Linked DNA regions of Bombyx mori: region 2 is linked to region 1. A link is a contact called in public Hi-C data. All regions are on one chromosome and are shown on one strand. Each heading gives the region's core, a stretch centred on a gene start, on an enhancer-like site or on the middle of the called end of the contact. The rest is flanking DNA. Distances are from core to core; before and after follow the strand shown.

Region 1 (5,048 bases), core at 172-2,671:
CATTTAAGTTCCCTATTTCATATTTTAATTCTGCTCAGTATGGCTGACTGAAATAATCACCAATAATTTACTAAGTTTATGTGTGTATTATAAGTACATCAGTTGTGAACCTAGGTAACTAACTTTGTTTCGAAAACAATACCATCCCTAGAAGGTTTAAATAGAATAAAAATGGATATTCAATGATTCAAAATACATTCGCATAATGTAAATCTAAGCAGCTTCACTTATGGTGAACTTGTTTCAATAATTTCTTAAATATTACAGTGTACTTACTTATCATCAATAATATCTTCAGGACTCCGAGCCTCGCCTAGGATCCTGAGACGAGCCTGTTCATACTCCTTTTGCCTCTGCTCTAGAGTTTTGACCGGTCGGGCACGATTCTCTCCGTTTAACTGCCCACTGCCAGAAGATGATGGCCTTTTTAGTATGCGAATAGCAGGCTCCGGCATCATGCACTGCGATCCGATACACGCGTTCTCTTCAACAGTAACCTTGCAATCCCTTAGAGAAATAGCTGGCGGGTTTTCTGTGGGACTCTCACTGTTTAACCTGATATTCTGTTCCAGCTGAAATGTAGATATTTTATGTATATAGCTCGTCGACAAATGCCTTGTCCTTGAATGGGGTCGAAGACTGGGGCCTGAACGTTAAAACTTACACCAATAATTTCATCCATATCTTCCCAACTTTCACATACGTCAACTTCATCCTGGGCCGCCATGTTGACTGACAACCATAGATTCTTCATTCTTCCTTGTTTTATGTACATTTTTCAATATGGCAATCAAGATAATTTGAAAATGATGGTTTTGTTTTACTTAATACTACGAATAAATAATAAGACTTAATAATACTGAAATAAGAGAATCAAAGTGAGCTATAAAACCTTAACAAAAATTAAGCTGAATATACCTTTTATAAACTGATTCAAATGAATAATTATGTTAAAAGTAAAAATACCAATTACTCGAAACGTAATTAAGTCTACCTTTTTTGTACTGTAGTTTTTTTATTGTTTTAGAAATCTCTAGAGGCTCTATGTTGAGTTAAGAAATTTAAGATATTTAATGACTAGAGTAGATAGTGACAGTGTAATATACAAGTCCTCACATGTTTACGTAGTCCAATTTAATTTCGTCAATATAACCTGAAATTATTTGATTATTGATTGCATTTTCTTATTAGCTTTAAATAACATACTTTTTTGTAATTTTGTAGTGCTTACAGTTCTTTCGTCCTTTTTTAGTTCTCTATCTTATTCTAATAACTTTCAGCGCCTTTTTTAAATTTACCCGGTTGCTACTGTAACGCCACCCTTATTTACTAGATTATATTATCATTTTTCAAAATTAAGAATGTAAATTAAAATAAGATATGACTTAAATGTCTTAGTTACCAGATCATAAAATCCCTTAAAAAAGCCATAGACAAAGTACACATAGATTGTCATTTGTCTATAATATAAAAATCCAGAGAATGTTGAAATCATAGACCTTGTTGAAATTAGGTTCACAATATATTTCAAAATATAGGAAATAAACAAAGATAATAAATATGAAAATCGATACGATATAAAGTAACTTATGAATATACCTGTCTTGCTATTCACATGTAAGTTTCTCATACCGAATTAATACTAATTTACTGAATAGGTTATGTTATCATGCCTTCAAATAACTCAATTTGTTTTTCTTCACAGAAATACAATATGGCTTTTAAATCGGCGTTTCCATCATCAACGTCTGGGTTGCCCTCCGTCGAACCCGAACACATACAGTTTCTTATGTTCACTGATGAAGATATAAAAAAATTGAGTGTAACAAAGATAACACAAATCCAATCGTTTGACGCCATCGGTAACCCTACTAAGGGAGGCCTGTACGATTCTGCACTAGGACCACTAAGGGACAGGAACGATAACTGTGAGACATGTAACAATTCGTTACTGCATTGCCCTGGACATTTTGGACACATCGAACTGCCCCTCGTGGTAATTAATCCACTCTTTACAAAAAGTATTTACATGCTATTCCGTATAAGTTGTCTCAAATGTTTTAGAATACAACTTGACGATCGCTTAAAGTCGCTATTGAAACTGCAATTGGATCTAGTAGATGCAGGGCATATAACAGCAGCTTTAGACCTTGATTACTATGTAAGTGAAACATACAGTAGTAAGGAGTCTCCGGACAAACCAAATAAAACTATAAGAAAGTATAGAAAACTTTTGAAAACAAAAGATGTAATTGTGGAAACATTTCACAGTAAAAACACTGATAAAATTAGAAGTAAAATAATAACCGGCTATTTTAGGAGCATGAATATTGTAAAAAAATGTATGTTTTGTATGGCCAAACTAATAAAAGTTAATACATCCGAAGGTAAAATAATGTATAATTTGAGTGCTGAAGGTTCAACACCAGGAACAAAAGGCATTAAAATATTGATGCCAGACGAAATCAGACGATTTTGTGTGGACATTTCAAAAAATGATGAAGATCTGTTAAAATATTGTTTCCCTGTATTGAAACATACATCTGCTAGTCCAGCAATAAATATATTTTTCATGGAAATTGTGCCTGTGTTACCTCCGTGTGTAAGACCCTGCAATATCTTGAGAGGAGAACTGATTGAGCATCCTCAAACTAATGTTTATAAAGCCATATTGTTACACTCCTATGCTGCTAGAGTCATTTTACAAGTTCTCTCAGCCTCAAATCAACAAAAGGCTCAAGACTGCTTAGATACAGCACCAAGACAAGCATATGAGGCTGTTCAAGGTAAAACACCAGCTGAAAAATTACATGTTGCGTGGCAGGACCTACAAAAGAGTGTTAATCATTTACTGAATTGTGAAGGTATGGGAGCATCAAGTCAAGGTCTTAAACAGATACTGGAAAAGAAAACTGGCTTAATAAGGATGCACATGATGGGCAAAAGAGTGAATTTTGCTGCAAGATCTGTCATTACCCCAGATCCCAATGTCGACATAGATGAAATAGGCATCCCAGATGCTTTTGCCACAAAACTAACATATCCCGTCCCGGTTACGGAATGGAATGTTGATGAGCTACGTAAAATGGTAATCAATGGACCCAATAAACATCCAGGAGCAGAGAAATTAGAGATTGGGAACGGTAGAATAATTAGAATACCTGCTGACTCTATACAAAAACGGAAAAGTCTTGCAAAACGCCTTCTGACACCTGATGAGTACAAAACCACCGGCTTAAAGACAGTTCACAGACATTTGGTGAATGGTGACATTTTGATCCTTAACCGGCAGCCTTCTTTACATAAGCCCAGTATGATGGCTCATCGAGCAAGGATATTAAAAGGAGAGAAGACCCTTCGACTACACTATGCTAACTGCAAATCGTACAATGCTGACTTTGATGGAGACGAAATGAATGCCCATTTCCCACAAGACGAAAATGCAAGAAGTGAAGCATACAACATAATGTCTGTTACAAAGCAATATCTAGTACCTAAAGATGGCACACCTCTAAGCGGTTTGATCCAAGATCATGTTATATCTGGTGTAAAAATGTCACTTAGAGGTACTTTTTATAATAAGTCAGATTACCAGCAGTTGGTATTTCAAGCTCTCTCAAATCACAGAGGTAAAATCCAGCTGTTACCTCCTACCATACTGAAACCTATTGTACTGTGGTCAGGTAAACAAGTTCTATCTACAATAATTATCAACACAATACCTAAAGGGAAACCATGCCTTTCGTTAACTGGTAAAGCCAAAATCAGTGCGAAAGCCTGGCAGAAAGAAGAACCGAGACAGTGGAATGGCGGTGGCAGCCCATTTACCAATCCGAATACCATGACTGAAGCTGAAGTTATTATCAGAAAAGGTGAACTATTGTGTGGAGTACTAGATAAAACTCACTATGGAGCCACACCCTATGGCTTAGTCCACTGCATGTATGAATTGTATGGTGGGGAATGCTCTAGTGCATTATTGAGTTCTTTTTCTAAAGTCTTCACCTTTTATTTACAATGGATGGGGTTCACTCTCGGTGTCAAAGATATTCTAGTTGTCAAAGAGGCGGATGATAGGCGAGATAATTATATTTGTTTGGTTCGAAAATCTGGTAAAGTTGCAGCGGTAAAAGCTACTGACTTGCCGATGGATGTTGATGACAAAAAACTAAAAGATACAATTGCAGAAATGAATGCAAAAGATCCCAAATTCAGGTCCAATTTAGATAGACATTATAAAAATATGCTCGATTCTTACACAAATAACATAAACAAAGTTTGTTTATCGGAAGGTCTTCTTGAAAAGTTTCCATATAACAATTTACAATTAATGGTACAGTCTGGCGCCAAAGGTTCTACTGTCAATACTATGCAAATTTCATGTTTACTTGGGCAAATTGAATTGGAAGGTAAAAGGCCTCCGCTAATGATATCAGGTAGATCACTTCCAAGTTTCCCTCCCTTCGATGTGTCTCCCCGAGCTGGCGGCTTCATTGATGGCCGCTTTATGACAGGGATCCAGCCCCAAGAGTTCTTCTTCCATTGCATGGCCGGACGTGAAGGTCTTATTGATACGGCAGTGAAAACCAGTCGTTCCGGTTACCTACAAAGATGTTTGATAAAACATTTAGAGAGTATATCTGTAGCTTACGACAACACGGTCCGCGATGCCGATAGCAGCATCATACAGTTTGCGTACGGAGAGGACGGCCTTGATGTTTTGAAATGTCAGTTCCTTAAGCAGGACCAATTTGAATTTCTCGATAAAAATTCTAACGCGGTTGTTAGCAAATCGGTTATTAAAAAATTAAAAGAGAACGTCGACGGAAATGACGTTTTAAAATTGCAAAAGTCTCTGAAGAAGTGGAAGAAAAGAAACGGCAATCCATTGCAAAAAGTTCGCGTTAGTGGATTCAGTCAATTCTCTGTATTAGCCAGGAATGAAATCGAACTAGACGATCTTCCAACAGACCGAACAAGAGATCCGTATTACTGGGAACTAGAGAAGAAATGGCGAGAAATGGACGAAGATGAGAAGCAACAATACA
Region 2 (4,905 bases), core at 726-3,225, 47 kb after region 1:
CGAGTTTTCTACCTAGTGTTCCAACAACTTTGCTAATAAAAATCGTTAACTTTAACAAAAAGGTTTTCTGTAAGCGGAATGAAAATTCAAATTTTTCGTTTTTCATTTACATTTTTTCTCATATTTAGTTATAGTCCTAAAAAAATTTAAAGCAAAATACATATAAAAAATACCTCCAATAAACATACTTTCTGTAAGCGAAATGAAAATTTAAAAGTAGAATTTTTCATCAACATTTTGTCTCGTACTGATTTATCATCTAAGCAATAAATAAAAAAAAAATAAAAAAAAAACCTAAAACTTCGAAAACCAAAAAAATAAAAAACACGTTTCGCAAAACGCAAAACGTTTTCCGAAACAAGAAACGGAAAGTTGAATGACCGATCCCCTAAAGAGCAGCTATTCATTGGGTATTAATCGAACAAACAATCTAGGTACCTACTTAAAAAAAAACATAACGTGCGAAACACGTTCATTCACTGTTCATACTATGAACAACACCTTTTTTTTTTTTCCTACCTAAGCTGGTAGCCTAGAGAGGCTATTCCAGCGTAACTGTAACTAGTAGGTGAGCTCACGGGGCTCAAACCAGACGACGATGCTAACACGAACCCTAGCAAGAGCCGTGCTTCGCAGAATCTACCACCGGATCGGAAACGCGACCCACTGAGAAGATCCGGCGAGAAACTCAGTGGGCTGTGTCTGAGAGTTAATTTACTCGTCGAGCCCTTCGACGGGTTCGACGAGAACGGTGACCGGTGCTTGAAGTACCTAGAAGCACAGTTAGTGGATCGGGAGGATCCGAGATGACGGAACAACACCATGGAACGTCAAATTCTTACGTATTTGTAAAAATAAAGTGGTACATTAATACAAATTTTAATAAAAGAAATGAATAGTTTTATTGATTACATCTTAGTCGATAGGAAATGAAAGTCAATTGGTTGCACTGGAATTATTCAAATCCCTTAGCTACAGTCATTACAGCTACAGTCACATCTTTGTGGGATTAAAGGAAACTTCAATTTGGAACAAATCAGTTATTAATTCAATCGGTTACTTTAGGCTAAGTTTTTTTTGGGGCCACAAGCTCCTCGATTGGCGTCCTATGTAAAATATCTGTGTGAGAATGCTAAAGTCCATAGATAATATAGGTACTTAATATTTGAAGTCTCAGACTAAGCGCAATTACAGTTCTTGATCGTGCCGCGTTTATTCTCGGCAGACTCTACCCCGTGGTTTGTAAGCGGAGTAAAATGTCCTGGTGAAACTGGAAAGGCCTCCGAGCCACCAGTAATACTTTAATCATAATAAAAAACTAAGCGCAACGCAATGCCGGCCAAAACCATGCTACGACGACGGACATCGCGGCCGCGAAAAAAAACTTCAAAATATTTCAGCTTATAATTTCAACAAACGTACCACAGATCAACTGTTAACGAAATGTAGAACTTGGTAACCATACTATGAAGTCAACATTCTATGTCTTTTACAAAGCTAATTAGGTACCAGCAAAGCGACAAGGTCAAAATTAGACAAATTTTCTAACTTTTGCCTATCTATTGTAGGTACCTTTTTATTTTTTTTTTAACGCTGGGGAATCCATTTACGGATACCCGGTCGAGGGGGGTAACGGACCGGGTTATGTCGGTTATTGTAGGTACCTACTGGTTTTATTTCCTCGTCACATAATCAAACTCTCTACGAAATATGTACATATAACTAGTTGATATAAAAGATTATAAATCAAGATTAATCTTCAATCTATGTCTATCTTATAGCAATCATAGTTCAATCAAGAACAAAGTGTATGATGATGTCCTATGATCAAAAAAAAAAAAAAAAATTCAATAGTTTGTAATTTTCGTCACAACTAGCGACATCTCGCGAAGAAAATGAAAAGCTATGTAAGAGCCATCTATTCTCTTTGGCAGACAGAAATAAATCATTCAAATAAATTTTGCTGTAACAAGGCGTCGAGGCTACTCATCCACACTAATAGATGGCGTTACTTTAAAACAAAAATATTAAGAGTGGCAGTAGTACCAACATTTTTCATTAATTGTTTCATAATTTTGATCTGTACTAAAAACATAATTTATCAGTTTTACTAAAATTATTAAATTAAGAAACTTGCGTTGCAAATTGAAAGGTTTTCTTTAAAATAATATGTATATAACAACAAGGTCAAGGCGTTTTTATGTCCGCCTTTTTCAACGTCTTCGAGTTTTTTTTTTCTACCTATATGCTGGTAGTCTAGGGGTCTATTCCTGCTACTTTCGGACTGGTAGGTGAGCTCACGGACTCAACCTAAGAGAATTTGCTAACACTAACATCCGACATTTACCGGGCGACGGCGGTTTTGCGTTGTCTCGTCGCCTGTGTCGGATATGTAATTAACGGGGGCCACAATAAGAGGATTATCGTGTCGCGCCGCTTAGTCGTAGTAGCATTCTGACTCTACCTTAAAGATACTAATTTAACGTATCAGTTCTAAATTCATATCGTCGTGAAAGTCAATATTCCTCACGTACCACGGTGCTCCGACGGCTATCCTGCAGAAACGGGATTGGATGACCCGGAGGGAGTTTATGTGCATGCGGGTCGCGTGAGCGAACACTACACTTACATAAGTCATGAACGTCTTAAAGGTGTCAACAATACGAACATTGTAAATATATAAAAAGATGTGTGGTGTCGTGGGACAACGGATAGGAACGAAGTTCCTTATTATAAAAATATTAATTTTAAGTTCTATTCGAGGTATAAAGAAAATAAAAGTGGAGTTTTCGCAACAACCCACGGTCATTCGTAACGTGCGAACTTATTGTGGTACACTTCATTCACGGTTGTTTGCATAAGAGCTAGTGTATTGCGCAAACGAACGCTCTGAGATCGTAATCAATGAATGATATACAAATATGTTATTTTTTGTACGTTATTACAAAGTTAAGTCGTACACTGTGTGCATTACTAATAAAAATCTTACGTTACGGACGTTTTTTCCCGGTTAGGGTACCCCTCCGCATCGTCCCATAAGGAACTTCGTTCCAAAATTGAATTATTTAGAACTGGTGCTTTAGCCCTTACTACGTAACCTATAGAAACACAATTAAATACTTATATGAATCTTTTATGTTCGGTGAACAAACCTAAATTTCTTCACGGATGTCATACTCATTCAACCGGTACCCTAACGATTAATGAAGACAAATGACCTTTTCAATCGTACACTTAACACTTACCTAAGTACCTAATGTGTTTAGTGATTGAATAAAGATCGCACGCGCGGGACCTTATTGTTAGGAGCGGATGTCGACCGTTTGTAGTTTTTATCGCCCACGCCTATCGACCCATTTGTACCTAGGACGTACAGGACACTACAATAGCCGTGGGAATAAACAGAATGCAATTACGTGGTAATTTTGTTTTTTTTTTCTATCCTGCAACTTAGCGATCTGTTTCTTCAAAAACAATAATCTAATTTAATTTTTTATTTTATTGCTAGATGGGTGGACGAACACACAGCCCACCTGGTGTTAAGTGGTTACTGGAGCCCATAGATATCTACAACGTAAATGCGCCACCCACCTTGAGATATAGGTAAGTTCTACGATCTCAGTATGTGAGTCGTCTATTATCAAAGGTGGCAATCTGTGCATTTGGACAAATTTTTTTTATTGATATGTCAATTCAGATTGATTTGAATATAATCGTCTCCTTCAAAGAATACGGTTCAAAACCTGCATTAAATAAAGGTTAATAGTTAACCTGTTATTTATCTAAGATGTCGTTCCGAAGAGTTTTGTGACTGCCAATGGAATACAAAGTCAATAATTCGTTTTTCTGATTTACCAATCATTGTCCAAAAGTCAGATTGCCGGCTTTGATAATAGACGACTCATGTATGAGTTGTGTCCCTAGTGGTACAATTCTCATTTCCTGTCTGCTCGTAATAAAATAAAAATATGTTTTACATGACGATGTTTGTTATAACGATATAGTGTAGGGAAGGTACTCAATGATCGAAGCTCAGCCGTAAACACTGACACCTCAAGATTTACACATCGATTTCTTAGATTAAATATACCCTTTTGTTTATTAATTAATATAATAAACAAAGGGGTAAATAAATTTAAAAAGAAAAACAGTATTTATCAATAATTTTCATGTGGGTACTAGATTTTCGCTTTTATTTCACAATTTCATTAGTTGTATTGCCAATTAAAACTGACTATTTCAAAATTGTTTTTAATTAATGATGAACGATAGCACTGGAGCCCGTATTGACGGGCCGAATTAAATTAAACAACAGAAGAAAAATCGATTAACAAGCCAAGGAGAAACCAGTACTCGGCTGTTCGGTCTTCATTTAAAGAAAAAAAAAACATAAAAAATTGACCATAGACAATAAATGTAGGTATGAGAGTATTTTTCACAACCCTCGATGCCTAATCCACCTACCTACTAACTACCTAGTCCACAAACCACAGCTCATAGAATAAGCAAGCGATGAGATGGCCTAGAGCAGTTTCGAAGTGTATACATACTCAACAGGAGGACATCACGACCGGTAGATATGAAGGAAAAGAGCCGAAGACCAAACTCAGCTCAAAGTATTGCGATACCGAATTTCTGTTTAAAATCAAAAGGGCATAAACCTTATATCCCAAGAGCCCGCGACAGCCAGACCTTCGTTATTTTATAAAAGCTGAAAGTTTCTCTGTGTATGTCTCCAACACAGGTAAGAACGACCCGCGATTATAGAGTTCCGATTGTGGTTACTTGGGCAGGTAACAGGCAGTAAAGGTATATAAAATAGTACCTTAAATTCGTTAAAGTATAAAGGTTGTTTTTTTAATATTTAGTCCAGAATATCTTTAGAAATCATGATATCCGTTGCCG

The links. A called contact is a pair of places that touch in the nucleus more often than the background predicts.
Region 2: a Hi-C map of midgut shows a contact between it and region 1, with 2.1 times the contacts expected there. The contact joins the enhancer-like site here to the promoter of LOC101746840 in region 1. A contact is called at or near these places in 3 of 7 Hi-C or Micro-C datasets (middle silk gland, midgut and whole pupa).

The regions. Positions count from the first base shown.
Region 1 is chr8:3,268,937-3,273,984 of ASM3026992v2, forward strand. It overlaps LOC101746840 (DNA-directed RNA polymerase I subunit RPA1), which reads left to right and starts at 1,422. Exons shown (of 3, transcript XM_004925124.5): 1 at 1,422-1,617; 2 at 1,706-5,048. The coding sequence starts at 1,715. LOC101736521 (SUZ domain-containing protein 1) reads right to left here and starts at 807. Exons shown (of 3, transcript XM_004925134.5): 1 at 665-807; 2 at 277-572. The coding sequence starts at 775.
Region 2 is chr8:3,315,061-3,319,965 of ASM3026992v2, forward strand. It overlaps a transcript of LOC100500932 not described here. Among protein-coding and RNA genes, the nearest start is that of LOC100500932, 23 kb to the left of the region's middle. Within about 2 kb of position 1,976, at least 8 of the 8 cell types and tissues checked have open chromatin away from gene starts, as enhancers often do.